2 separate regions of the Mus musculus genome follow, and region 1 is linked to region 2. A link is a contact called in public HiChIP or PLAC-seq data. All regions are on one chromosome and are shown on one strand. The core of a region is the stretch at or near the end of the contact, and the rest is flanking DNA. Distances in the headings are between cores, read along the strand shown. Region 1 overlaps Cngb3 (cyclic nucleotide gated channel beta 3). Region 2 overlaps Gm42258 (a long non-coding RNA gene).

Region 1 (5,229 bases), core at 163-2,662, 200 kb after region 2:
GGAAGGAAACATTTTTTGGAATGACACTGACTTTTTCTTTTATTGAAAATATTTTTTCACATAGATGTCCTGATAATAATTTCCATTTCCTCTCCTACACAAATCCATAACCTTGGTTACAAAACAAACGGGTATATATAAATAATATTAAAATAAGGTAAAGTAAAAACAGGCAAATTGGAATAGAACAAAACAAACAAACAATCAGAAGAAAAGAGCCAAAGAAAAGTATAAGAAACACATGTGGATACACACACAAACACACACACACATTATCACACACGGAAATCTAAGTAAAACACAGACCAAAAACCATAACATAAGCAAAAGCCCTATAAGGTTAAAAAAAAAAAAAAAGGAGGGACTGAAGGAAAATGGGAGAAAGGAGAGAGAGAGAGAGGGAGAGAGGCAAGGAAGGAAGAAAAGAAGGAAGAAGGAAGGAAGGAAGGGAGGGAGGGAGGGAGGGAGGGAGGGAGGGAGGGAAGGAAGGAAGGAAGGAAGGAAGGAAGGAAGGAAGGAAGGAAGGAAGGAAGGAAGGAAGGAAGGAAGGATTGGTCTATGATTTTCTTTGTTAGGCTTTTTGGTGGTTTAGGGGTCAGGGGACTTGCTTCCTCATAAATAGAATTGGGCAATGTTTCTCGTGTTTTTATTTTGTGGACTAATTTAAGGCGTATTGACAATAACTCTTCTTTGAAAGTCTGATACAATTCTGAGTTAAAGCCAACTCCCAATCTGTTCTTGCTTGCTTGCTTGCTTGCTTGCTTGCTTGCTTGCTTGCTTGCTTGCTTGCTTTTACATTTATTTCTTGCTGGTTTGTTTTCTTGGTTTGTTGTTGTTGTTGCTGTTGTTGTTGTTGTTGTTGTTGTTGTTTGAGGGGTGGTGAAGAATTTTAATTACTGCTTCTATTTCATTAGGGGTTATAGGTTTAAGTTGCTTATATGATTTTAACTTAACTTAGGTAGATGGTATATATCCAGAAAATTATCTTTTTTTTTGTCTATTTGTTTCTTTTGTTTTGTTTTATTAGATATTTTCTTTATTTACATTTCAAATGTTATCCCTGTTCCTGGTTTCCCCTCCAAAAATCCCCTCCCCTATCCCCTCCCCCAGCCCCCTGCTCACCAACCCACCCACTCCTGCTTTCTGGCCCTGGCATTCCTCTACACTGGGAACTTGACCTAGAGCTGAACCCAAGCTGAACCCAAGTACCAGGAAGGACATCATGGTTTGTCCTTGGCCACACCCTAGCTACTTATTAGCAACAGCCAATCAAAGATTAGTCTGATCATTTCAGATGTACTTTCAGACCATTTATAATGGTTCATGGTTTTGCTTCAGAGCCCTCACCTGTCAGCTTACAATAGTCACACAATTAGATGCTTGACAGGATGAAATCCCTCCTTAATTGCCATTTCCTATAAAGCTTTGTCCTGCTAAGAGCTCCACCTTCCTGTCCTGCTGCATTACTGATGTGGTGTGGCCCAAGCTCTAGCTTGGAAATAAAATACCATAGTGCTATTACATCTACACTGAAGTCAGCTCCTGGGTGGTCATTTGGGGTTAATGAACACTTCCTGGCACAACAACTAATGAGATGGCTGTGCTCAGGAACTGTCTCCTAACAATCCACATTTTAAGATATTCCAATTTGGTGGAGTAGAAGTTTTTAAAGTATGCTTTTATGATTTTCTAGATTTCCTTGGCATCTGTTTTTATGTCCCCCATTTTCATCTCTAATTTTGTTGATTTGGATTTTCTCTCTCTGCCTTTTAGTTAAATTGGATAAGTGTTGGTCAAAGTACCAACTCTTTGTTTCATTGATTCTTTGTATTTTTTTTTCTATTTCATCCCTGAGTTTAATTATTTATTTTCATCTACTCTTTTTGAGGGTTACTTTTTCTTTTGTTCTAGAGGTTTCAGGTGTATCATTAAGTTACTAATATGAGATTTCTCCAATATTGTTATGTGGACACTCACAGCTGTGAACTTGCCTCTCAGAAGCCCCTACACTGTATTCCATAAGTTTAGGTCTGCTGCATTTGAATTTCATTCAATTCAACATTTTCAATTTCTCTCTTCATTTCCATCTTGACCCATTTTTCATTCAGTTGTGTGTTGTTCAACTTCCCCAAATTTGTAAGCTTTCTTTTGTTTCTGTTGTTATTGACATCCAGCCTTAATCCATTGTGGTCAAAAAGGAAACTGGGTGTTATCTAAATTTTCTTGTATTTGTTGAGACTTGTTTAGTGTCCAGGTATATAGTCAATTTTGGAGAAAGTTCTATGTGCTCTGAGAAGAAGGTATATTCTTTTGTGTCTGGGTGAAATGTTCTCTAAATATCTATTAGTTCCATTTGGTTTATGGTGCCATTTAGTGCTAGAATTTCTTAGTTTAATTTTTGTCTGGATGTTCTATCTATTGGCAAGAGTAGGGTATTGAAGTCAGCCATTATTATTGTGTAAGGGTCATTGTATAATTTTATCTGTAGTAATGTTTCTTGTATGAATGCTTACGTCCTTTTGCTTGGTGCATAGATATTTAGGTTTGTCATATCCTCTTGGTAGAATTTTTCTTTTGATGAGTATACAGTTTCCTTATCTGTCTCTTCATCTATTTTGTTAGCTGCTAAAATGGCTACACCAGTTTGCTTCTTGGGTACATTTACTTGGAATATCTGTTTCTAGGCTGTTACTGTAAGGTGATGTCTGTTCTTGATATTAAGGTGTGTTTCTAGGATGCAGCAGAAAAATGAATTTTTTCATATGCAATTTCTTTGTCTGAGTCCTTTTGGGGAGATTGAGATTACTTACTAGTAGAGTTATCAATAAATAGGATTTTGATATCCCTATTTTGATATCCCTTATTTTGTTGTGATGGTATGATTTTTTTTTTTTTTTTGATTTGCAGATCATAGGGTTTTTGGGGTTCTGTTTTGGTTTTCTATGTGTTTTCTTGAGTGTGGTTAACCACTCTGGTTAAAGTTATCCTTCTATCCTATTATGTAGATTTGCATTTGTAAATAGATACTACTTGAATTTTGTTTTACCATGATGTCTCTCTCTATTACAATTTTTGCTAGAAATAGTGTCCAGGGCAGGCATCTGTGACCTTTCAGAATTTCTAAAACATTCATCCAAAGTCTTGAGGCTCTTAGAGTCTCCAATGAAAAATCATATGCTATTATTTTAACACGCCTGCCTTTATATGTTACTTGTTCTTTTCCCTTGCAGCTTTTAGAATTATCTTTGTTCTGTATGTTCAGTGTTTTGATTGTTATGCATCAAAGGGACTTTCTTTCTGCTCCAGTCTGTTTAATGTCTGTATGCTGCCTGTATCTTGATAAGCACGTCCTTCTTCTTTAGATTAAGGAAATTTTCTTCTAGAATTTTGAAATTTTGCATGTTTTTGACCCAGATCTCTTCTCTCTCCTCTGTTCCTATTATTCATAGATTTGGTCTTTTAATAGTTTTCCTGATTCTCTACTCCACAGGAGGGAGTTCATGTTAGCCTCACAGGGGCTGGGGATAAAACTGAGGAATTGGAATTGGAGGACAGGAAAGACAGTGAAGACTGCCCACCTGATTCTAACTCTTAAACACTTTACACAAAGTAAAGCACCATTTTGAAAAATTAAAAGACTTTTTTTAAGGTCTGTGGTAGTAAAATCCTTAACAAAATAGTAAGAGTATTACAAGGAAAATAGTCGCTTCTGGTGATTGTTTGTTGGAATTTTTTTAAAACAATATTAACCATGAGATGACAGAACAGTGACTGCAGTGCTTTGCTGCGTGTTTCCTAATCTCTGGACTGCTTCACACAACCTGCAGAGGACCCACCTTTAGAAATGGCATAGCTGTCTAGACTGGATACAGAGAAAATTCAGCCACACAAGAGCTTGTATTAAGAAGTTTATGAGATTCACAAAAAATGTGCATTATTGTTTATGTTAGAGTCTTGCATATTTCAGGAAATACTTCAACACTGAAAGAAATTAAATCTCATGAATTTAGTAACACTATCAATGTCGTACATTTCACCAGTTTACACTTAAAATTCTAGGGTCCCAATTCATGTTCTCTCTTTAGTTTGCTAAAGATGTGTCTCCAGGGTCACAGAGCAGCTGAATCTAAAAGAAGATGGGGACTGGGTAGCATGTGAGCAGTGGACAGTTATGAGCTCACAGAAACTGGAGCAGAAAAAAGCAATGCATATTTTCACACATAGCAAAAGTATTTTTGTTTTAATAAAGTCCTAATTCTGGGCTAAGGAAGCAAGAGATTTAATAGGGCCTCCAGATGCTATTTGTGACATTACATATTTAAATGACATTCAACATGATTATGTTAAATCCAGAAACTACTGATCAAGATTGAAGATGATTCGAATTTTTTCCTTTTTGCCACTCTACCAACTCATTCAGTTGTGGACCATTGGTTTTGATTCAAATCATAACTTGGGAGTTCTAGAGATAAGAGGGAGCAAGGGAGAGCTTACTTTTTATTGCCCCTGAAAGATCTTTTGTTAATAGAAAATATCTGACAGAAAGAAATTTTACTGAAGAAAAAATATAATGATTTTTTGTTGTTTTTTGTTTTTTATTTTGTTCTGTTCTCTTGATTTTTTTAACATAACTACCCATTTAAATGCAACTGCCTAAAATGTTCATCATAGAAATATACTGATATCTTTCCAGTAAATTTACATATATTTAAGCAAATAAAGGGAGACAATATTCTGTAATGGTCTCTAAAATGCTGTACCTATTAAAAGAAAAGAAAGATGAAGGAGTGGCTCCATAGCAGAGGGAACAAGTTTGTTTAGGAACAAACCTGAGAAGGGTGGGCATCAGAGACCAGAGTGGATAGGATGGAGAGAACCCAACTGCCTCTGAGGCCTGCTGTGTTCTTCCAGCATCAATGCCTTTAGAGTTAGTTCCTGACAAAAGAAAGCAGAGCTTCAGGTTTACACCTCATCTAAGTGACAAAAACAGTAAAAATAGTTTGCTTCTCATAGGGTAATGTAAGACACAGCAATTTAGTGGCTTTGCAACACTAAAACAAGTATTGTGGAGATTTTCCTGTTTTACTTGGCTTGAAAAAAAAAGTGATCACAAGAAAGAGGAGGGAAGGGGAATTGTTAAGATTTGAGTTGAACTTCTCTGTTTAGACGCTCCATCCCTAGCTCCTGGCACTATTTGGGAATTTATCAATACAGAGCTTGCAGATAGAA
Region 2 (4,960 bases), core at 1,281-3,780:
ATTTTGACTCAGGGTTTGGGAGATAGGGTATAGTTTTTAAAAATATCAGTTTCCTTTAAGAAAGCAAAGTAGTTTTTCCTGGAACAACTCAGAAATCAGTAAACCCTACCAGTCACAGTCTCTCATTTAAAAGACTGCGCCTTCTGAAGAGAGAAAATTCAAGACACTTTCATGCACAGGGATGTCTAAAGAGCTGTCTTCCCAGGACTTGTATTACATGTGTCATGTTTAGCCATACAAGCACTCAGAGCCCACTGCTGTCATGACCTAAGACATCCCTACTACTGCTTAAGATGGCTACAGTGCTTGATATTTTCCATATGAGGTCAATTGAATTCAAGCATTACATGGAGGCTTCCACAAATATTGCAGAAGGAAGCTTAGAAAACAAGATAATGTATACCAGAGTCAAATTCCCAGTGAGAAACTCTTAAGAAGGCAGTACACATAAAGTTGAAAGAGTAGAGATGAAGACACAGTGAACACCCTCAAAACTAGAAAATCCAATATGAAACTTTTACCAAGCAAAGCTTCAGGCAACAATATGGCTAAAATGAGTACTGCAACCAGAAAAGCCAAGGGGTGGAGGTGGGGGGGGGGGGAATTTCTGCCCAAGTTATTTGGAGCTTGAATGGTGAACATGAAGTTACAGAATTTATTATGTGTTTTCTGTATTGCTTTGGCTCAGTTACTCCTTGCTGTATTTTTATCCTTTCCACGTTTTAATAGGAGCATAGACACTGGCTTACCATTTTATGTTTGGAGGATGTAATTTTCATTTTTATTTTGCAGGGCTCAGAGCTACAAGTTTACATTGAATCTCACAGTGGAACTTACACATAAACTTTTGAATGGTCATGAGAGTTTGACAACTGTGTCAATGCTTGGAGATGGGGTAAATATAAGATTGACATGAACATTTAAAAACCAGCCACACAGTGTTATGGTATGATATGAATTATTCTTCAAGGGGCCATGGAAGTATTTCTCAGGTCAGGTTTTATAGGATTACTTTTCAAAATTGACATAAATATAAGGAAACAACTAAGCTTCTAAAGTCTTATAATCCAGTACAATAAAAGTGATGTCACATTACATTTTTTCATGACTAATATTTTCTTCTTGCTAATAACTGAGAACAAAAATGACAATGCATCTTATTTAAAGAAATGAGAAAACTGAATGTTTGGTAGGTATTCAGAAAAATATCCTCTTTCTAAACACATATATTATTTCCCTCACAGTTGAAATTGTGCATGGATTATTTGAAATTCTAAGTCAATGGTTAACTACTTTTCATATTGAAAAGGTCAATGAATCTGAACCTCTCTTCAGATAAACAATGAGGTCTTTTATCCACTAGGTCTTGAATTTGTGCAGGGTCATTAATAGGGTTCGATTTGCATTCTTCTACAAGATAACATACAATTTGATCAGCTTGATTTATTGATGATTCTGTATTATTTTCCAGTGTAGACCTCTGGCTACTTTATCAAAATGAAGATGTCCAAATATGTTTGAATTTGCACCTGTAACTTCAATTTGATTCCACTAATCAATCTATTTTTATACCAATCCATTGTAGTTTTTATTACTGTACTATACTGTACTGTACAGTTTGAAATCAGAGATGGTGATAATTCCAATAGTTCTTTTATTATTCAGGATTATTTCAGTTATATTGGTTTCTTTGCTTTTTCCTATAAAGTCACATATTGTCCTTTCAATATCTGTGAAGAATTGTGTTGGATTTTCTATGGCAATTGCATTGAAGCTGTAGATTTCTTTTACTAGGGTGGCCATTTTCACTATGCTAATTCTACTGCTTATAAACATGGTAAATCTCTCTATTTTGATATCCACCTCAATTTCTTTCTTCAAAGACTTAAAGTTTTTATCATATAAGTCTTTGACTTGCTTGGATAGAGTTACCCGAAGGTATTTTATGTTATTTAAGGCTGTTGTGAAAGATGTTGTTTCATTCATTATTTCCTTAGTCCATTTGTCATTTATATATAAGTAAGCTACTGATTTTTTTTTTTTTAAATCTTGTATCCAGCCACATCAATGAAAGTATTGAACATCCACAGGAGATTCCCAGGTGAAATTTTTAGGCCCACTTATGCAAATTATCATATCATCTGTAAATAACAATACTTTAACTGCTTCCTTTCCAAATTGTATCCCCTCTATCTCCTTAAATTGTCTTATTGCTTTAGCTAGAACTCAAGTATTTTTTATTAGACATTTTCTTTATTTACACTTTAAATGTTATCCCCTTTCCTAGTTTCTAAAATCCTCTATCCTCTCCCCTGTAACCTCCCACAGCCTGAAACAGGCTGATCAAGACTTTGACCTTGCTGCCACTAAGAAGGAGACCACCTGGGGTGGAGCCTTCCTGCCTAGATGGCTCTATTGTTCTGCCACCTGCCACTGCTCCTCCAAGACACTGCTACCTACTGAGAGGCCCCTGAGATATTCTGGAGACTACACTCTATCCTGCAGTCTTCACCTGAAGCTGGTTCCAGGCACCAAGAATGGATTAGCAGGGGATGGGCCTCCCCCTCCACAGCCCCTTTATAAGCACAGATTGCTATTAAACATTGGAGCCTTGATCAGGAACCTTGACTTGGCTCCATTATTTCTCTCCACCACCTAGTTTCTGTCTTTTCAGTCCCAGTTTGCCTTCTAGGAGTAACCCCAGTCCATGTGAGCCTCGGGCCAGCTCCCAACACTCCTCACCTAGCCCTGCTCCCAAAACCACCCACTCCCACTTCTTGGCCCATGCATTCCCGTACACTGGGGCATAGAACCTTCACAGGACCAAGGGACTCTCCTCCCATTGATAACCGACTAGGCCATCCTCTGCTATTTATGCAGGTAGAGCCATGAGTCCCACCATGTGTTTTCTTTGATCGGTGATTTAGTCCCAGGTAGCTCTAGGGATACTGGTAAGTTCATGTTGTTGTTCCTCCTACCCTTTCCTACTCCTGCAAACTCCTACAGCTACTTGGGTATTTTCTCTAATGTCTTCATTGGGGACCCTATGCTCTATCCAATAGATGGTTTTAAGAATCCACTTCTGTAGTTCTCAGGCACTGGCAGAACCTCTCAGGAGACAGCTTTATCAGACTACTGTAAGCAAACCTGTTCGAATCTGCAATTGTATATGGTTTTGTTGGGCATTTATGGGATGGACCCCAGGTAGGGCAGTTTCAAGATGGTCATTCTTTCAGTCTCTGCTCCGAACATTGTCTCTGTAAATCCTTCCATGGGTATTTTGTTCCCCCTTCTAAGAAGGATCGAAGTATTCACACCTTGGTCTTCTTTCTTCTTGAGTTTCATGTGATTTGCAAATTGTGTCTTGGCTATTCTGAGCTTCTGGGCTACTATCCACTTACCAGTGAGTGCATATCATATGTGTTCTTCTGTGACTGGGTTACCTCACTTACGATGATATCTTCTAGATTCATCCATTTGCCTAAGAATTTCATAAATTTGTTGTTTTTAATAGCTGAATAGCACTCCATTGTGTAAATGTACCACATTATTTGTATCCATCCTCTGTTGAGGGGCATCTGAGTTCTTTCCAGCTTCTGGCTATTATAAATAAGGCTGATATGAACATACTGGAGCATGTGACATAATTACTAGTTGGAACATATACTGGGTACATGCTCAAGAAAGGTATTGCTGGATCTTCCGATAGTACAGTGTCTAATTTTTGAAGGAACCATCAAACTGATTTCCAGAGCATTTGTACCAACTTGCAATCCCATCAGCATTGGAGGAGTGTTCCTTTTTGTCCATATCATTGCAAGCATCTGCTGTCATGTGAGTTTTTGATCTTAGACATTCTGACTGGTTTGAGGTGGAATCTCAGGGTTGTTTTGATTTGCATTTCCCTAATAATTAAGGATATTCAACATTTTTTAATGTGCTTATCAGCCATTCAGTTTGCCTCAGTTGAGAATTCATTGTTTAGCTCTATACCCTATTTTTAATAGGGTTATTGGGTTGTCTGGAGTCTAACTTCTTGAGTATTTTGCATTTATTAGGTATTAGCCCCCTATCAATTTTAGGATTGGTAAAGATTTTTCTCAGTCTGTTGTTGGCCTTTTTTTTCTTATTGACAGTGTCTTTTGCCTTGCAGAAGCTTTGCAATTTTATGAGGTCCCATTTGTTGAATCTCAATCTTACAGCACAAGCCATTGCAGTTCTGTTCAGGAATTTATCCCCTGAGTCCATATCTTCAATGCTTTTCCTCACTTTCTCCTCTATAAGATTTAGTGTCTGTGGTTTTATGTGGAGTTCCTGGATCCACTTAGACTTGAGCTACATACCAGGAGATAAGAATGGATCACTTCTACATGGGAACAGCCAGTTGAGCCAGCATCATTTGTTAAAAATTCTGTCTTTTTTCCACTGGAATGTTTTGGCCCCTTTGTCAAAGATCAAGTGACCATAGTTGTGTGGTTTCATTTCTGGGTCTTCAATTCTATTCCACTGATCTACCTGTCTCTTGCTGAACCAGTACCATGCAGCACCAGTACCAGAGTAATTGCTCTGTAGTAAAGCTTTAGGTCAGGGATGGTGATTCCACCAGAGGTTCTTTTATCATTGAGAAGAATTTTTGCTATCCTAGGTTTTTTGTTATTCCAGATGAGTTTGCAAATTGTCCACTCTAACACAGTGAAGAATTGAGTTGGAATTTTGATGGGAATTGCATTGAATCTGTAGATTGCTTTTGGCAAGCTAGCCATTTTTACTATCTTACAGATCTTTCACTTGCTTAGTTAGAGTCACACCATGGTATTTTATATTATTTGTATCTATTTTGAAGGGTGTTGTTTCCCTCATTTCTTTTTCAGCCTGTTTATCCTTTCTTTTGGGAAAGGCCACTGATTTGTTTGAGTTAATTTCATATCCAGCTACTTCACTGAAGTTATTTATCAGGATT

The links. HiChIP or PLAC-seq counts read pairs in DNA pulled down with a chosen protein or histone mark.
Region 1: a contact with region 2 is called in an H3K27ac HiChIP or PLAC-seq map of embryonic stem cells, with 5 times the contacts expected there. The contact joins two enhancer-like sites. A contact is called at or near these places in 1 of 115 datasets of contacts at active chromatin or transcription factors (embryonic stem cells) and 2 of 9 other capture datasets (embryonic stem cells and liver).

Annotation. Positions count from the first base shown.
Region 1 is chr4:19,334,254-19,339,482 of GRCm38.p6, forward strand. All of the region lies in intron 3 of Cngb3 (cyclic nucleotide gated channel beta 3), which reads left to right. Among named protein-coding and RNA genes, the nearest start is that of Cngb3, 56 kb to the left of the region's middle. Within about 2 kb of position 1,413, at least 2 of the 459 cell types and tissues checked have an H3K27ac peak or open chromatin away from gene starts, as enhancers often do. A contact at or near this core is called in embryonic stem cells, where this site is marked.
Region 2 is chr4:19,135,336-19,140,295 of GRCm38.p6, forward strand. Gm42258 (a long non-coding RNA gene) reads left to right here. Exons shown (of 5, transcript XR_881142.1): 3 at 793-895; 4 at 2,060-2,101; 5 at 2,329-2,397. Among named protein-coding and RNA genes, the nearest start is that of Gm42258, 15 kb to the left of the region's middle. Within about 2 kb of position 2,531, at least 8 of the 459 cell types and tissues checked have an H3K27ac peak or open chromatin away from gene starts, as enhancers often do. A contact at or near this core is called in embryonic stem cells, where this site is marked.